Regions from separate parts of the Anas platyrhynchos genome. Here region 2 is linked to region 1. The links are chromatin contacts, called in public Hi-C maps. All regions are on one chromosome and are shown on one strand. Each heading gives the region's core, a stretch centred on a gene start, on an enhancer-like site or on the middle of the called end of the contact. The rest is flanking DNA. Distances are from core to core; before and after follow the strand shown.

Region 1 (4,005 bases), core at 801-3,300:
CTGCAGACACTGCCAAAAATTAGGGTGCTGAACAGGTAGTCAGCTCCTCTCTCCTCGCCAGCAGCACCACAGGAGGTAGGTCTTGGCTCCAGCCCTCACTCCCCTTCTCAGAAAAATCCCTAAAAGCACCCAACTGGTGGGATGGGGGGAGCAGAGCTCCCCTCCCTACAAGTGGTGGGGTGGCAGGGATGGGGGCTATCACCTGGCGGTGCTGCAGGTGCTGCCTTGCACGGCTCTGAGCCCAGCATCCTTCCTCCCTTGTGCCCCGATATTTAATCCCAGCGAGCCCCCCACCATTCCCCTTTATTTTAAGGACCCCAAACAGGAGCCAAACGCGGGGGCCGGGCTCCCTCTAGGGGCTGCAGGGAGCTCGGCTGCTGCTTGGGGGGGGCACTGCACCCAGCAGCTCCTTCCTTCCATTAGGGAGAAATAGAAACCCGAGAGATAAATAAAAATAATTTAAAAAGGAACTCATCCCTTCCTTGTTTATTTATTTTTTTTATTCTTATTCGCGGCGCAGGAAGTCAATAAGGCTGGAGGAAATCACCTGGGTTTTATTATCACCTATTTATATGTTTAGTGCTGTTAAAATAAGAGCCTGGGCTTTGAGCTGCAGGGAATCAAAGCATTTAATGGTGCAGACGCGAGCCCCCTCTCTCCTCCCTCCCCAAAGGTGATTGGGACCAGTTTAAACAAATGCGCCTTCGTCTCTTAAAATAATTATGTGATTTAGAGGTGGTTTTCCCTGGCTCGTATCAAATGACTTTAATGGGGTCTGCTTGTGTGCGAGTATCTGTTTAACCAGTTATTGCTTTTTAAAGCCGCATTTATTCCCCAGAATTCGCCAGAAAAGTAATTCTCTCTGAGAAGGGATTATTTGTGCTCCGCCATCGCTTGGTATTTATTCCACGGTGCATTTAGTAGTGAAATGGTGCCCAGAGGGCAGAGGCCAAAATGTGAGCTAAAATGATGTGCTGAAATTTGGGAACAACATCCCCTGGATGCTCTACCAGCTGTGAAGTTTCTCTTCTTTGTTTCCTCTTCTCAGCCTGGTTTCCAGAAAAGCAAGGCTTTTGAGGTGAGTCTGTGTATGTGTCTGTCATCCTCACCTAATTTTTTTATTTTATTTTTTTTTTTTGTCTCCTCTGGCCCAGTTTTGACCAAATACAGCTGCCTTGGAGCCAGCAGGTTCCTGTGATTATACGTTGGTAGCTGGGGCTTGCAGCACCTGCTACTGTGTCCCCCACAGGTAGCCCTGCCGGTGTTGCCCCACAAAGCCCCTTCCTCAATTTTGGGGTGAAAAGGGCCATTTTAGGGGCCAGGTGAGCGTGCAGGGGCAGTGGGAGCCAGTTGGGCCAGCTAAGGGGTGGCTTCTACAGACACTCAGGGTAATACTAGCAGTGCAGGCATGGGGAACCTGTTGCTCCATCCCAGCCCTACAAGGCTTCTGCCATGTTAATTACTGCAACTTCAGCCCCAGATTTTGTCTCACTGAACCTTTTGTCTTTTCAAGGTTAAAGAAGCAGTTTCCACTGGAACTATTTTTTTCCCATGTAGCTTAAATCTTTTCTGGAGGAAGGGACTGGATCAATTCGTGCATCCTTTGTGCCTGCAATAGCTGCCGTGGCAAATAGCTGCAGTCCTTGCCCTGACACAGTGCTGCAGAGCTCTTACTCTCCTTTAACCTTCCATTTCTCTGCAGAACCAGAGCAAACCACAACGGATCCTTTTAAGTGCTCTCTCCTGCTTCCTGCACCACTGGGTGCTCCGGTCAGACTCTGTCCTTGCGTGGTGCTGGGTGGGTGCTTGTGTGGGTCCTGTGAATGAGGCACCAGGAAGCGCACTGGTACAGACTGGTGGTTGTTACAGAGCGTGCTGGCCTCAGTCCATCACGTCCTTTTCCTTCTCCTCCTTGTAATCACATTCTTTGGGAGCTTGTTCACTCACCTATTTCACAATTTATGATTAATTACAGGCTCTGCCTTGGACTTCTCTCTAAGGGACAGCAATGATTCACCTGGCCGTGCCCTCAGCACCCACGGACGTAAATGCCCTTTCCGTGAAAGCGCTGAGCTGACGCCAGGATGGAAATGATTCACTTGCCCAGTCTGAGCTGAGGTGGGTGAGCCTGCCAGCCCGGCATGGACACCAGCACCTGCGTACCTCGGAGCATCGCAGGGAGCTGGGCACGGCGTGAATCTGCCCTCCACTTTCCCCTGGAGATGGGCATTTGGCCATTCACGCATCCTGCTCGGGGGATGGCCCCGAGGACCCTCTGAAATCTCTGGTGCCCCTTTGCTCATCTCCTGGCTGGAGGGAGAAATGGGACTGGGGGAGAAGAGGCACCTGCTCCTCCCCATCCTCATACTGTGCCTCCCCTCTTCTGCCTCAAAAGCCCAGGGCGGGGGGGCTCGATGCCATCTCTTTGTTTTGCAGACAGCAGCACACATGGATAAGGTAACTAATTTGGGAAATGACTCCGGCCATCAATTTCCTGAATGATTTGGTGGGAAAGGCTTGGCTTTGAATGATAAGCTGAATCTCACGCACGCTCCCTGCTGTCCGCTTGGTCTTGAATTACCCTTTTATTTTACTTCCTCCTTGTTCTCATTGCCACACCACTCAAACTAAAATTATTCGCCTACAACTGCAAACGCGGGGATATATCACCCGGAGTGCTGTAGGGCTGTCGCCATATATAATGCTCTGAGCTCAATATTTATAGAGCTACATACAGCACAAATCATATCCAGAGAGCCCGTCGAGCTGGAGAGCTAGGTATAAACTCCAGAAATATCGCAAGCCATCGCTCACAAGAGACTGCCCGGCAGAGCCGCTGGCCGTACATCACGCTGTAATGCCATCCGAGTCCACGCTCAGAGCTGGAGCGGAGCAGAGGTCACTGCCAAGCTTTCCTTCCATAAATCCTAGGCGCTGGCTCTGAGCAAGGTTAGGGGCTGAGAGAGCCCTGCTCCCCGTGCTGCTTCCTCCTGGCCCCGAACTGTCCCAGCACCGAGGGTGGGTGTTTATCTTTGAGGTCTTGTCCTTCCTTCTCCCTCTGCCGTAGGAACTGGTGAGGGAATGCTGGATGGACATTATGGCTGTCGTGGCTCAAATCTGCAAGTTATGGGGAGCCAATGGCTTGTCTGAAATGGGCTTTTGATGGCTTTGGGGGGGATGTGAGCCCCTCACCCTGCTGGGTCACATTCTCCCTTATCTCCCTGCTCTGTGCAGCAATGTGAATTTTCTTCAAATGCCCTAGCCAAGCCCGTAGGTTTATGGGCATCCAGTAGCCTGCAAAGGCATGGACATGCATCCCAAGGAAGGCCGTGTCCCTCTGCCCCTACTTTTTCTCTTCCTTCCTCTCTCAAATTTTCTCTTTGGCCTGGTAGAGCTGGGCACGGCTCCTAACCAGGGCAGATCCTGGTGATCCCCAAGGGGTTTGTTGGCATTTTTGCTGCTGGAAACCATCAGCAAACGTCCCAGCCTGTGTCCCCACTGTGAGCCCACGGCTCTCTCCAGGAGGAATTTCCTTCCAGCAGCCCTCTCCTCAAGGCCGTGCTGCTGCAGAGGGAGAACATCCAGACCGAGTTGGCGATGAGACCCAATGCAGGAGGTGGTAAAGCCTTCCTGGAACAGGGGGGCAGTGATGTGGTGAAAAAAAGTGCTCAAATTTTGCTTAAGCCATGGCCAGCCCGACAGCCACTTGCATTTCTAAGCTGATCGTGATGGACTCGAGCTAACCGGTCTGTGGCTCCCTCCTCTCCCCCAGCAGTGTGGCAGGCAGACTCTGACATTAAGCAAAATAAAATCCAACCCTTAGCATTAAGTAAAACTCCCAGCGTGATGGGTTTGTGGCTTGCAGCAACAACTCAGCAGGGGCGTGTTAAAGCCGGTCTCCAGCGAGTGGAAGAATGAAGCTCTGCAAAACCCTGACGAGGCAAAGCTCCTAAAATAACAATTGAATTAAACTTAATTCATTTTCACTTAATACCCTAATAGTGC
Region 2 (3,516 bases), core at 381-2,880, 77 kb before region 1:
GAGCAGCCGGGCTGGGCAGGGCACCACGGCGGCTCCTCTGCTGCCCCACGGGGCCGGGCTGGCTTCGGCTCCCGGCTGCTGGGACCCCGCTGAGGCCCCCGGGAAGCCGTGAGAAGAAGGCAAGGGCGCCAGCGGGGCCCTAAATTCCTTCGGAGGATCTCACGGGGGCAGCAGAGCGAGCGGAGGGCTCTGGAAATAGATCTCCTTCCAGCTGCCGATGAGTCGCGTTAATTAATTAAAGCCTCGCAAGCTCGGGCCTGTAACTACGCAGCGCCGAGCGCGCCGGGCTCAGCTCGCGCCTTGCTCATGCACTAATTACCCCGCTGCGAGGCCGGGAGCTAGCGCAACCCCAATTTGGGCTTGTAGCCACGTGGGTGGGCAAGGAGCCGGGCTGCAGGACGGGATGGGATGGGATGAGATGGGACGGGACGGGCCAGACCTGCCTGCCCTCTCCCAGGACAGCAGGCACGCAGGCAGCGTCCCCTCTGTGCCTTTTTTTGGGGTGCCTTTTTTGGGGGAAAGCCTCCGGTGTGCACCCTGCTGAGAGCCCTAGAAAGCAGGGCCCTGCTCGCTTCCCACGGGAGGTCGGGGAGAGCACAGCCCACGGATTTCTGTGGGGTGGGAGGCGAGGCGTGGAGCCGCTTGGGTTTTGCTCAGGGACAGGAGGAAATGGCAATTAGCTGCTGGAGCGTGCAGGCGTGGCAGGAGGGAGGCCAACAGCACAGGAGGAGGTGATTAGGGTCTCCCCTCTGCTTGTAGGGCCCCAGGAGTGCAGGTTGAGAGTTTGTGATGGGAACAAGAGCCATGGGGGCAGGCATGGTGCCCGCAGGAGCCCCCGGAGGTTTTATTTTGGCTCTGCCCCCCCCAAATTTCCCACATCCAGGTGGTGAGGAGCAGTTTCCATGCGGGCTGACCCTCATCCCGGAGCCATCCTCCAAAAATCGCTCTCCAGCACCTCCCACCTGGCACCCAGCCCGGCTGTGGGGCGCAGGGCTAAGGGGGGGGGGACACACACGGACTCTTTACCCCCTTTCCTATGGGGTTGGCGTGGAGAGGAGGGGCCGAGCGGTGCCCGCTGGCAGCGTGCCGGCACCAGGTGCTGTACGGCTTGGCAAACACGGCACAGCCACGGGAGGAGCTGCAGAAGCCACCCAGGACACCAAGGCTCCGTGTGGGGCCTCCTTGGGGTTACCCAGCCCCAAAAAGAGCTCCTGTTGGGTGAAAACAGGCTGTAGGGGGGGGCACGGTGTGACACGGTGGGGCACGGTGGCACGGCACAAGGTGGCACCGTGCCACGCACCCACAACACCAGGACACCCCAAGGGGCTCAGCACCCCTCCGGCGAACCCCCCAGCCCCCAAAACCCCACCCCAAGCCCACCGGGGGGCCACCCCAATCCCCAAACCCCCCTCTCCGCTGCCCCCAAGGCCACGTCCCCCCCTGGGCGCACGCTTTGGGAGACTTTGCCCCTCTCCGCGCCACGCCGGGCGCGCTGCCCAGACACGGCAACCTCGAGGGGGGGGTGACACGAAGCAGGGACGGTCCTGGGGCCTCTCGTTTAGGGTTTTTGGAGGGGGGCAGAGCCCCCGGTGCCGCTCCCACCCCACACACACCCGGCCCGGTACCGGCGGGGCTGCGCGCAACCGGCAGAGGGCGGCGCGGGGCGGCTCGGCACGGCCCACGGCGGGGCTGCGCGCAGCGACCTGCGCCGGGCGGCTCGCCCCGAGCCGAAAGGAGCCGAGAGGAGCCGTGCCGAGCCGCAGGCGAGTGAAAAGGGGGCAAGGTCGGGTTGGCCCGCATGTGGGGAGTGTGGGGGAAGAAGGATTTTTGGGGGGCTGGGGGCGCGGCCGGCAGCGGGAGGGCTGGGGGTTGCGCCCGTGGGTAGGGTGCTGAGGGAGGAGGAGGGGGCTGGGAGCTGTTTGGGGGAGGGAGGGGAGGGTTTGGGGGGTTGTGGGGCGCCCCACAGAGGGGGTGGGGGTTTGGGGGAGCCGCAGCAGAGCCATGGGGAGAGGGGAGAAAGGGGGGGGGGTTGGTGCAGGTGGGGGTTTGGGGAGACGAGGGCTGAAAGCAGGGAGGGATGCGTGGGGGTGGTGTAGGTGCTGGTGCCCGGTTTTGGGGACAATTTGGGGGACCTGGGTAGGGACAAGAAGGGGTGAGGTGATGCAGGTTGGGGCTGCAGCAGGCAGGGCACAGCTGGGGGGGGTTGGTGCAGCCCCCCACAGCAGCAAGCTTGGGGTCACGGCTGTGCTGGGGGGGCCGGGAGCTATCGGGGGCCCCAGCAGAGCCGTGCAACCCTCCCGTGGGCTGCGGGGGGCTGTGGGGTCGGGGCTGTGCAGACCTGGGGGCAGGAGGGACCCGCCGTGCAGCCGGGATTGGGGTCTGGGCTCTGTCTGGCAGCGCACACATGGCCTTGACATAGTGGGGCTCGATTTGGGAAGGGGGGGGGGACACACCGTGAGAGGGCTCTGGTGGTGCCAAGAAAAATCCTCCGGGAAGACAAAGAGGCTGCCCAAAATGGATGAGGAGCGCAGCTTCCCCCCAGAGGCTGGGAAATTATTAATAATAGCGCTGCCGGGGTTTGTGCTACTTGTGCTGCCGCCGTGGGCTCCTGCTGCTTCTCCCCTCTCCGGCTGGGTAGGGTCTGGCCGTGCTCCCCCTGCTCAGCCCCTACCCGGACCCCGTCCCCCTTTTGGTCCCCCGGGACGTGGCCTTGGCCGGGCCGGAGGTGCCCAGAGGGCTGCGGGGCGGAGAGCTGCCCCCCGCTGCCCTGATCTCTATCTTGGCTTTGGGTTTGTGTTGCAACCCGAGGGGGAAAAAAAAAAAAAGCAACAAGGAAAATGAAACCCGACAAACCCGACGCAACCCTTTCGGTTCCTGCAAGCCAGGGCTTTGTGGCGTCAGGCTTTTTCTTCCCCCCCCCCCCTCCCCTTTTTTTCCCAACCAACATCCACGTGAACCTTTCCCTGCTTTCCCCGCCAGGAATGCCGGAGCCGGGAGGTTTGTTGGGCAAAGCTGGCAGCGAATTCAGGCCGAGAGCAGCCAGGTGTGCTCGGCGGGGCTGCCCACGGCAGCGTGCACGGCCGGCACCCGGGGGGCTGGGGATTTCCAACCCCCCCTGGGCTTGGCACGGCGTCGTGACGGGGCTTGCTGGGGAGCTGGGGGGGGTGAGAGGCTGCGGGGCTCTGCTGGGGGGTCCCCAGGGGTCCTGGTGCCTTGGGATGTTTCCTGGATGGGTTGAACCAGCTGGGGGGCAGCAGGAGGAGGGTTTTGGGGTCTTAAAGGCTGATGCTTGGAGAATGAGGCTGTCCCAAATCCTGCTGGGACTGGGAGTTTCTCCCCTCTTCCTGCTGCCGAGCCCATGCAAATCCACGCCGGGGCTGGCTGCACGCAAACCACTCCGGGAAAGGCCGAGGGAAAAAGCTCAGGGCTCCGAGTGTGGGCTTTGGACCCGGAGTTAAAAAGGTCCTCGGCTCCGCTCTGACCCCGAAGCTGAAGCTTCCTCGGAGGGCAACCCAA

The links. Hi-C and Micro-C count contacts between places; a contact is called where the count stands out from the background.
Region 2: a Hi-C map of liver shows a contact between it and region 1, with 2.5 times the contacts expected there. The contact joins the promoter of SEMA4G here to the enhancer-like site in region 1. A contact is called at or near these places in 3 of 8 Hi-C or Micro-C datasets (liver, skeletal muscle and subcutaneous adipose tissue).

What each region holds. Positions count from the first base shown.
Region 1 is chr6:27,640,861-27,644,865 of IASCAAS_PekinDuck_T2T, reverse strand. LOC140002746 (a long non-coding RNA gene) reads left to right here. Exons shown (of 4, transcript XR_011810092.1): 3 at 1,049-1,078; 4 at 1,976-4,005. Among named protein-coding and RNA genes, the nearest start is that of TLX1, 14 kb to the left of the region's middle. Within about 2 kb of position 2,050, at least 2 of the 8 cell types and tissues checked have an H3K27ac peak or open chromatin away from gene starts, as enhancers often do.
Region 2 is chr6:27,717,760-27,721,275 of IASCAAS_PekinDuck_T2T, reverse strand. It overlaps SEMA4G (semaphorin 4G), which reads left to right and starts at 1,630. Exons shown (of 15, transcript XM_072039731.1): 1 at 1,630-1,763. LOC140002833 reads left to right here and starts at 2,982. Exons shown (of 3, transcript XM_072040225.1): 1 at 2,982-2,997. The coding sequence starts at 2,982.